Regions from separate parts of the Mus musculus genome. Here region 1 is linked to region 2. The links are chromatin contacts, called in public Hi-C maps. All regions are on one chromosome and are shown on one strand. Each heading gives the region's core, a stretch centred on a gene start, on an enhancer-like site or on the middle of the called end of the contact. The rest is flanking DNA. Distances are from core to core; before and after follow the strand shown.

Region 1 (5,714 bases), core at 843-3,342, 510 kb before region 2:
TGGCAGCCATAAGAACCCATCATGGAAACAGAAAATTGATCTCTCCAGGTACCAAACTTCTTGCCAACTTGATCTTAGACTTCCTGGCTGCTCTTAAAATTATGAGAATAAGTTTTATCCTCTCTGAGTTACCTTGTCTGAGGTATTTCGTTATCATAGCACAAGTGTAGGCCAACTGACAACTTTAGTTCTGAGAATTTGCACTCGGAAAAAAAAAAGTATGGACCAGGACTTACGTGGAAGAACAATCATCACAACACTGCCAACTAGAAAAAAAAATGTAACAAATAGGGGGATAACCTAAGAAATAAATTTGCTGGTTATGATACTAAAGGTGTAAATTAAATAGAGAGTGTTGCATACTTCACTGCTGTAGCAAAACTGAGACATTAACTCAAAAAAAAAAAAAGAAAGACCTAACTTGAATAAAGCTTCAGGAGATGCCGTATAGAGAGTGAGCACGCTCTTTCTGACATGTTCCCCAGTCCAACGAGGTGGCCAGACCCGCAATCTGTTTAATCCAAACATGGATGTTGACCCTCGTCTTCCTTTACTTGCCACATCCAATCACTCTCTGACATCCAAACTGTCACTCACATCTCTGTGTCTACCCACGCCCAGTGTTACCACGTGAGTTTCACTTTACCTTGAATGTCCCTAGACATTCTCTGTGACCACTGTACAATCACCAGAACAATATTCATAAGCATAAATCTATCTGATGGCCTCCTTTGTAAATAGAGGGTGTGGTGTCTAGGCTCTCAGGAGAAGATTGAAGTTCTCAGCAGAATTCTCAAGGCTCCTGATAGTCTGGTCTTATGGCTTAGGTTCTGTCCCTGTGCAGGTCAGGTCCAGCCAAGCTCAATGTCTTCCATCCTCGGAATGCACAGTGTTCTGCCTTAGGGGGAAAACACTTCCCTCCACCTCGATCAGCTCCTTGTCTTTCTAATGTCAGCTTAATTTCCCTTCCCTGGCACGAGCTTTATCACATCTACCCAAAGCCGCTCGCTTGGCTTCCCCTCTCAGATCTGATTGCCACAGGAACACTAGGATGTTCTGTTGATCAGCACCATCTGGGCAGCACCAAAAATATATGAGAAGAATTGGAATCAGAGGAGGAAGGAGTGGAAGAAAGAGAAAGAGGAAGAAGGAGAGAGAAGGAGGAGAGGTGGACTGTCACCTGCCAGATGCTAAATATGCACTGTCCTGGAATCACTTGGCTCTCTTACTCTTTACCTCCCCTCCCGTCCTCCCACTCCCACTCCTCTCATTCTCCCAGACTCCTCTTTCGCTCCATTTCTGCCCATCTTAAGTCGTAGCTGCCTACCCTGACTAGCCCTCTGGCAATGAGCAGGACAAGCAGAATAAAAGAGTTAGCAAAGACTTGAATTTAAAGGTAAGGGATGGTGTGTGTATGTGTGTGTGTGAAGATTGAAGACTCATTTTATAGCTTGTAAAGCCAGAAATTTCATTCAAAAATTCAGCTTACACCAAGGCCGAGTGTTCATAAAAGATAGTTTTTAGTGACACAATTGAAAACGTAAAATAAAGCCATGTCCTAACCAAGGAGGATGACTGAACCAAAAAGCATGGTGACCTCTTTTTAAGGAGTTAACCATTTCAATTCCATGGATATGACTTTCAGGGCATATAGTTCCAATGCCTACCCCCACCCCTCTGCCTGAGTGACTCCTAAATGGCTGTTTTCACAGGGAAAGAAACCATACCTAGCTTAGTCTTGACTCTTTCTCTAAAAGCCAAAGACTTAGGGAGCCTAGAAAGAAGTAAAATGTCTTCGTGGATGTCTCTGTCTCTTACTGCCGGTGTGGTACTCCCCACCCAGGATACCCTAACAGGAATCACTCACCCTCTACTGCAGATTATTTCTAGGGCCTCGAGGTTGCCGTGGTAGGCTGCCAGGAGAGTGGGTGTCATGCCATCCTCATCTGAGAGATTCAGATCACGCTTGGTGGCCTCCTTCAGAAGTTCCAGGTAGCTGTCACTCGCTGCTTGGTGATAGCGGGTAGACATTTTTTCTGCCCACCAGAGCTTGGCCAGGTAGGAGTCTTTGTCTAGGCAGAGCTGGTAACACAGTCTTCCAACAGGGCTGGTTAATCAGTGACGGGGAGTATCACCCCAGGCCAAAGTTCACTCCGGCCTTGCTCCTTGGAAGGCAGCCAGCCAGGAAGACCTGCAATCCTGGACTTGGGCCTTTCCTTTGGGGACCAACCATGGCAATGACCACTGAGGCCTGACAGGTGTGTCATGAGTGTGGTGAAGCACGTTTAATCTTTACTGTGTCCATTAACTAGTGTCAGATGTGATACTGACCACCCACTCACAGAATATGGGAAATAATCTCAAAAAACTCTGAACTGTTTAAGTTCACTTGGGTGGGAGAAGGGGTGTTTTAATAGATTTTAGGGGGTCTAATTTGTACAACTTGAATTTAGCCATTTGAAGTATAAAATAAAAGATCTTAGTAAATTTACAGTTGTGAAATCTTTGCTATAACATGGAGGAGAGAAGGCCGATTGACAGGCCAGAAGACAAACAGGTCACTCTCCAGGAACTGCCACAAAAAAGCTTGGTCTAGAGAGTGTCACAAAAAGGAAACAGCACTTTCTTTTTTAAAAATCTTTTATAAATATTTCTATTATACATAAATACACATATGTCATTATATATACATATATATGTATATGATTAATATTTATAGATATTTTTAAATGATTCAAGTAGCAATACCCAGGCTATAGGAAAGAGAGGAATTGATGTTAGGGTTTTTTAATTGGTTATTTTGTTTATTTACAATTCAAATATTATCCCCTTCCCAGTTTCCCCTCCGAAAACCTCTATTCCATCTCCCCTTTCCCCTGCTTGCATAAGGGTGCTATCCCACCTACCTACTCCTGCCCCACCTCTCTAGCATTCCCCTATGCTGGGGCATCAAGCCTTCACAGGACGAAGGGCCTCCCCTCCCAGTGATGCCAGATAAGGCCATCCTCTGCTACATATGCAGCTGGAGCCATGGGTACCTCCATGTGTTCTCTTTGGTTAGTAGTTTAGTCCCTAGGAGCTCTGGTGGGTCTGGTTGGTTCATATTGTTGTTCCTCCTATGGGGTTGCAAACCCCTTCAGCTCCTTTAGTCCTTCCCCTAACTCCTCCATTGTGGTCCCTGTGCTCAATCTGATGGTTTGACTGTGAGCATTCACATCTGTACTGCTCCCAGCTCTGGCAGAGCCTCTCAGGAGGACAGCTATACCAGGCTCCTGTCAGCAAGTGCTTCTTGGCATCAGCAATAGTGTCTGGGTTTGGTGTCTGCAGATGGGATGGATCCCTAGGTAAGGCAGTCTCTGGATGACCTTTCCTTCGGTCTCTGCTCCACCCTTGTCCCTGTAGGAAACAGCACTTTCTGGTTGCAGAATGATGTAAGTGAATAAGGCCAATCTGAACCAAGTACAACTCAGAACCACAGGCTGTACCATGTGAGCCCAGTATGTCCTGGAAATCAAATATTAGCCAATCAGGACTGCCCTCATTTGCATGGTGGAGATTGCTGTGGGCTACCCTAACCATAGAGGACAGCTTCAACATATCACATTCCCATATGCCACTATTTCATGTAGGTGGTCTTTTTGTTGATTCATTCAATGAATTTATTAAATTCTAGTTTTGCCAGACTTGTAATTCAAACACATGCCAAGTGCCCTCTTGTAAACTCAGTTTTGCAATGTTTTCTCCACACTAAATCCATCTCTCATGAGCTGATAACCCTGGAATCCATCCCAACTCAGACTCCCCCATACCACAAAGACAAATGAGTTCATGTAAAAACAGAACTTTTAAAAGAAATCCTTTGTGTTTATTAGCAATTAATTCCTACTCCCAACCCTAAGAAATCATGAATCAGTTTTCTCTATATATAGTTGCAGGTAGAGAACTTTATATCACTAGAATCCTGTGACATAGTTTTGAGGCCTTTATTTAAAAGGAATATCTTTTAAAGTTTATTTTTTAATTGTTGAATAATATTCCACTACACTAGCACATCAAACATCTTTGTATGTTTAGGTTGCTTCCATTAATTAATGATGAAAAATGTTATTAAGAACAGTCACATACATGGCCCTGTGTAAACATACATTTTTACATCTCTTGGGTAGATAGGAAGGCATGGAATTTCTGGGTTTTATTGTAATTTGTATTTAGTTTTAAGGAATTGCCAAATTGAACTTGTAGTGTTTTACAGAACAGTAGAAAACTGTGGTTGGCCAGTGGATGGTATATTTCAGCACAGTCAGTGGAGAGGATTGCATACAGAAATGATATCTTAGGTGATAGACACATGATTTGATCATTATATATGTACATTAAAACTTCTTGATTCGAACCAGATATACTTTTTAAGAAATTTTTTATTAGGTTTTCCTCATTTACATTTCCAATGCTACCCCAAAAGTCCCCCCATATCCACCCCCCCCACTCTCCTACCCATCCACTCCCCCTTTTTGGCCCTGACGTTCCCCTGTACTGGGGCATATAAAGTTTGCAAGTCCAATGGGCCTCTCTTTCCAGTGATGGCCGACTAATGCTCCATGTTAGAGTACACGCGCATGTGCGTGCCCTCCCCTCCAACACACACACACACACACACACACACACACACACACACACACACACACACACACAGGGATTTGGGTTTGCAGTTAAAATACTTGCCACTTGAGTTTGAACCCCCAGAACCCACATAAAAATCCAAACACAGAAGCACCTGTCTTTAGTCCCAGCTCCTACTTCAAAAAGGGTGATAAAAACAAGAAACTCCTCAGAAGTTCACAGGACAACCTGCCAGGAGTATGCAGAAGTGGACAGGAGCCTCTGCCTCAAATGAAGAACAAGGACTGACACCTAAGGCTGTTTCTTGTCTCCACATATGTATCAGGACACTTGCACATGCATGTACACACACATTCTCTCTCTCTCTCTCTCTCTCTCTCTCTCTCTCTCTCTCTCTCTCTCACACACACACACACACACACACACACACACACACACACACACACAGAAGTTGCCATTTTCCAAGTGGCTAGACCATTTCACACCATAAAAACTGGAATATTTAGGGGTTCCAGTTTCTCCATACCCTTGCCAGCCTTTGTGACACCCTGTTTTTCTTATAGCATCTCAGTGGGTGAGAAATTGCACCACTGTGGCTTTCACTGGCGTTTTCCCACTAGCAGCTTTCAATTGCTTTTCAGCCATTCCTACATCTGGTATTTGAATCTCTTTCCCATGGTCTGTGTTGTGCTAGTATGAATGGATTGTGAGAATCTTTTATACAGTCTCTATACAAGTTCTCTATTAACTATTTGGAAGAGAATGAAAGGGGAAACAAGCCAAAATTTATAAGATGGGATTTGGGGCAGAGTGTAGGAGAACATTTGTGGGTTTTGTTAAACCTAAGTTGCAAATTTGTCTGTAATCAACCTAGAATTAAATGACTCAAACACATCAGATACAGATTCAACCAACCTTTCCTAGTTTCCCCTCAGGAAATTCCCCTATTCCATCCCCTCTCCCCCTGCTCTCTAACCCACCCACTCCCATTCCTGGTCCTGGCATTCCCCTATACTGGGGCATAGAGCCTTTACAGGACAAAAGACCTCTCCTCCCATTGATGACCTACTAGGCCATCCTCTGCTACAAATACA
Region 2 (5,362 bases), core at 488-2,987:
ATCCACTTCTGTATTTGCCAGGCACTGGCATAGCCTCACAAGAGATAGCTATATCAGGGTCCTGTCAGCAAAATCTTGCTGGCATATGCAATAGTGTCTGGGTTTGGTGGTTGTATATGGGATGGATCCCCGGGTGGGGGAGTCTCTGGATGGTCCTTCCTTCTGTCTCAGCTCTGAACTTCGTCTCTGTAAGTCCTTTCATGGCTATTTTGTTCCCCATTCTAAGAAGGAACAAAGTATCCACACATTGGTCTTCCTTCTTCTTGAGTTTCCTGTGTTTTGTATCTTGGGCAGTCTAGATTTCTGGGCTAATAGCCACTTATCAGTGAGTGCATATCATGTGTGTTCTTTTGTGATTGGGTTACCTCACTCAAAATGATATCCTTCAGATCCATCCATTTGCCTAAGAATTTTATAAATTTATTGTTTTAATTGCTGAGTACTACTCCATTGTGTAAATGTACCATATTTTCTGTATCCATTCCTCTGTTGAGGGACATCTGGTTTTTTTCTAGCTTCTGGCTATTATAAATAAGGCTGCTATGAACATAGTGGAGTATGTGCCCTTATTACAAGTTGGAACATCTTCTGGGTATATGCCCAGGAGAGGTATTGCTGGATTTTCCGGTAGTACTATGTCCAATTTTCTGAGGAACCACCAGACTGATTTCCAGAGTGGTTGTACAAGCTTGCAATCCCACCGGCAGTGGAGGAGTGCTCCTCTTTCTCCACATCCTTGCCAGCATCTGCTGTCACCTGAGTTTTTGATCTTAGCCATTCTGACTGGAGTGATGACTAAGGATGTTGAACATTTTTTCAGGTGCTTCTCAGCCATTCGGTATTCCTCAGTTGAGAATTCTTTGTTTAGCTCTGTACCCCATTTTTAATGGGGTTATTTGATTTTCTGGAGTCTAGCTTCTTGAGTTCTTTATATATATTGGATATTAGTCCCCTATCAGATTTAGGATTGGTAAAGATCCTTTCCCAATCTGTTGGTTGCAGAGGTTCATTTCTTACTGTGAGAGTATGCACTTTACTACAGAAATGCCACACACACCCTCCATTACAGGGACACAAAGGTGTGTGTGTGTGTATTGTTTGTAGAGGAGAGAGAAGGGGGGGAGAAGAAGAAGAAGGAGGAGGAGGGGAGGAAGAGGAGTAGTAGTAGTAGTAGTAGGAGGAGGAGGAGGAGGAGGAGGAGGAGGAAGAGGAGGAAGAGGAGAAGGAGGAGGAGGAGGAGGAGGAGGAAGGGCTAAGAGAGAGGGAAGAGAACATCCCATAGATATGGTCACACTGGTTTTGACCGACCTGTACTAGGTTACTGGACAAGGGCTCCAGAAATCTCTAGTGATCACGGACTCTTGTTCAAAGTCAGAATCGTTGCACTTACCCAACCTCAAGTAAGGAACATTTATTCTGTTTATCCACACCCACAAGAAGGGAATGCCATGATGAACCTTGATGAAATATGCTTATTATTATTTTGTTTTATTTTATTTTACTTTTCACTTTGTCTGGCTAAATTCCCATGGGTGAGTAAGACTTTCTCTCCCCTGAGCAGTTAAGTGGCTTATCTGCTTGTTCTAGGCCATCCACTCTTGAAGCTTGGTTTTCAGAGAGAAGTTCTGTCGGGCTTCATCCATGTCTGATTACAGAACCACGGTTAATATCCCGACAGCCACCAACTGGAACTGGATGTCCATGACTCAGGACTTTCACCAGCTAGTGGTAGGACAGACTTTGCTCTTTGGCATATTTGATCTGTGTCTTTGACCCTTACAATCCAGGTTATTGCTCTCTGTCAAGTAGTAGCTGCTTCCAAGAAGTACACTCTGTACTTTACCAAGGTTTGAGTGTCAAAGGGAAAATGTTCCAGAACTCACTTTGGAGAGGGTGTTTTGCTTTGTTTATTTGTTTTGCACAAAACTAAGGCTAGGTGTCTGGGTTAGGTGGGATTATATTTTCATTCATGTCTTCTTGTCATACTCATAAATATCAATTTTGTAAAATGATGATTGCATTTGTTGTCATTCCCATAACTTTCCAAGTTTTCTGTTCATTTACATATTAACTTGCAGTATTGTTACTGATTGGCTTAAGGGTCATTTTATGAAATATGAAAGTGAATTTTTATCATTGATTATTTGGAATCACATTCTTATAGCATGTTAGTTCTCAATGCTTAATATTATATACACTTATTTTGACACACAATTTGTATGTCCTTCAGAGATATGTCCTTAAGTGTCTTTTTAAGAACTGGCATGAAGGTTGAAAGAAAATTGTGATAGAAATTGTGCTAAGCAATTTTCTGTGCATGATTATGGTTGGATTAATAACCTAGGCATTGTAAAACAGGGGCGCGTTTCTCTTAGTCATGCTCACGCTCACAAGCATATTTCGTGTGCTACTTTCACATGTATTGTTCACATTTGATTAGTTGTTTTCCCTCAGTCTTTCACATTGTATGGGCATACTTCTGGGTATGCCCAGAGAATTTTAAGAGGATGACTCATGGGGATTTAGCAGAAGGCCCAGGTTTCCTGTCCACTGTTAAGTTTATATGTGTTTATTTCTCAGTTTTAAAGTGATCCTTTAACTTTGGAATAAAATTGTATTTAGAGTTCTAAAAATGTAGAGCTGGGGGCTGGAGAGAAGAACACTGACTGCTCTTCCAGAGGTCCTGAGTTCAAATCCCAGCAACCACATGGTGGCTCACAACCATCTGTAATGGGATCCGATGCCCTTGTCTGGTGTGGCTGAAGACAGCCCCAGTGTACTCATATACATAGAATAAATAAAATCTCTAAAAAGTGTAGAGCTGGGGATGCAGCTCGATTGGTAGAGTGCTTACCCAGCATGCACAAGGTCCTGGGTCCAAGCCTCAGCACCACAAAGACCAAGAATGCACATCTGTAATCCCATTATGTGCATGTAGAGGCAGGAAGAACAGAAGTTAAAGGCCATCTTCAGTTATATATGACCAGCCTGGGCTACGTGAGACCAAACAAATAAACAAACAAACCCCCAAACATCTTCTTATTCATATTTCTCAGGAAAAACAAATTTTACACTTATATATGCCCAGTGAGGAATCACCCCTTTCAGGAAGGGATCACATCTGTTAGTCACAACTGTCCGTGTTCTCCCCATTGCTCGTCTCCAAAGCTGATGCACCTGTCCATTTCCCCAAGATCCAAAAGGCAGAAGGGACAAATGGCTGTCTATTAGCATACCATGGCATATGCTGGCCTTCAAGCTCCTTCAGAATCACAAGAACCTGTTATCCATTTCAAAGGCCATGCTAGTATCAGGACTCTTCTCACCTCTTCCCCTACCCTAAGCCCCCCTAGCTCACAGGCTTCCTTCCCCATGGCTATACCACTCCCCTTATAGCTCTGCTATTTTGGTATGCCCTCTCTCTTTCTTCCTCACTTTCCCTCTCCCCCTCCATCCCTCTCTTGCTCTCTCCTCCTCTTTTCTTCTTCTTCTTCTTCTTCTTCTTCTTCTTCTTCTTCTTCTTCTTCTTCTTCTTCTTCTTCTTCTTCTTCTTCTTCTTCTTTCTCTTCTTCTTCTTCTCCTCTCTTCTCTTCTTCTTCTTCTTCTTCTTCTTTCTTTTCTTCTTCTTCTTCTTCTTTCTTTTCTTCTCTCCTCCTCCTCCTCCTCCTCTTCCTCCTCCTCCTCCTCCTCCTCCTCCTTCTCCTTCTCCTTCTCCTCCTCCTTTCTTCTCCTTCTTCTTCTCTTCTTCTTCTTCTTCTTCTTCTTCTTCTTCTTCTTCTTCTTTCTTTTCTTCTTCTTTCTTTTCTTCTTCTTCTTCTTTCTTTTCTTCTTCTTCTTTCTTTTCTTCTTTCTTTTCTTCTTCTTCTTCTTCTTCTTCTTCTTCTTCTTCTTCTTCTTCTTCTTCTCCTTCTCTCTCTCCTTCTCTCTCTCTCTCTCTCTCTCTCTCTCTCTCTCTCTCTCTCTCTCTCTCCTTTCCCACACTCCCAACCCATCTCTATCCATCTGCCCTGCTCCCACTTCTCTCATGACCAGGTCTAATCAGCTGGCCATGGTCAGTCTGCTTCTACTTCTTTCTCTCTTTGCTCTGGATTCTCCCAGTTGTCTTGCTTTCTTATAACTACAATAAAAAATCAGTCATGTTGTCAGTTTATACACCACCTTTCACACATCTCTGACTTTTGTGAGGTGATATGTACCCTAAGAGTCAATAGTATAATTTTGAGATTGATACATAATTGGTTGTGTATCAACAGTTGGATTCTCCTCATAGATGGCAGATGGAGCCACCTGTTTGAGTAGTATACACTTCTTCTTCCATCTTATAAAGAGATGTGGGTCTGTATCTCCCTTCACTTTTTACTTTCACAACAGAAGCTGGTTCACTAACACCCCTGCAAAATTTCCCATAAAATCTCTATAGTTTGAATTGACTTGGAAAACAAACATTCATTTGAGGTGCAACCACATTAATTCAAACTTTAGGAAATTTACAGCTCTTTTTAGAATTCTCATTAAAGAGAAAGGTCACCACATGAAGCATCATGGTAACTTTACGTGATTACCTGTAGCTTAGTGTGAAAACACTCAGGCTTACATCATTGACCCATCCAGGCTTGATTCAATGACATTGTCCTACTTTTCCATTGCTGTGATAAAATAAATATCCCCATAAGAACGACTTCATTGTCCATTGTGGTGGTTGACATAGCGAAAGAAAGGCATGGTGTAATGTAAGGACCACAAGGCCAGCTCATTTTAGTGCATCTGCACTCAGGAGATAAAAAATGAACAAGAAGCAAGGCTGGGATATAAAGTCTCAAGATCCACTCCCAGTGACCCACTTCCCCCATTCAGGTTCTACTTCCTAAAAGTTCCACAGCATCACCAGATGGAGCCCAAGTAGTCAAACAAGTGAATCTATAGGGGGCACTTCACCTTCAAACCATAGCAGATGTTTTAACACATGACTGGTCCTCCCTCTCTGTGTCCCTCCTTCCATTCCTCCCTCTTTTCTTCCCTCTATTCATGCATTAAATGTCTTAGTTTGGGTATATCTCAAATTAAATTGAAAGTATATCTTCTTAAATAGTTAATTATAACCATCATCTATATTTCATTTTCAATGACTCTTTTTTTTATATAAAAAACACACAGCAAAATTTACAAACCTTTAATATATATTATGTTTGAAAATTTCATTTTACCAGTGTAACTCAAGACCGTTCAGCATCTACCCTGGTGCAGTACTGCACAAACTGGGCTCACCCTCTTCCTGGTCGACATGCTATCATCATGGGTTGATCTTACTATAGCCCCCCATTGTGTGTGCTATTCACGTCTGCCTAGCTCTGCTCTACAGTGT

The links. Hi-C and Micro-C count contacts between places; a contact is called where the count stands out from the background.
Region 1: a contact with region 2 is called in a Hi-C map of liver, with 4 times the contacts expected there. The contact joins the promoter of Anks4b here to the enhancer-like site in region 2. A contact is called at or near these places in 6 of 39 promoter capture datasets (the 3T3-L1 cell line, cranial neural crest, embryonic stem cells and 3 more), 1 of 484 Hi-C or Micro-C datasets (liver) and 2 of 9 other capture datasets (adipose tissue and liver).

What each region holds. Positions count from the first base shown.
Region 1 is chr7:120,170,236-120,175,949 of GRCm38.p6, reverse strand. Anks4b (ankyrin repeat and sterile alpha motif domain containing 4B) reads right to left here and starts at 2,092. Exons shown (of 2, transcript NM_028085.2): 1 at 1,868-2,092. The coding sequence starts at 2,031.
Region 2 is chr7:119,664,451-119,669,812 of GRCm38.p6, reverse strand. No RefSeq gene overlaps it. Among named protein-coding and RNA genes, the nearest start is that of Acsm4, 23 kb to the left of the region's middle. Within about 2 kb of position 1,737, at least 4 of the 459 cell types and tissues checked have an H3K27ac peak or open chromatin away from gene starts, as enhancers often do. A contact at or near this core is called in liver, where this site is marked.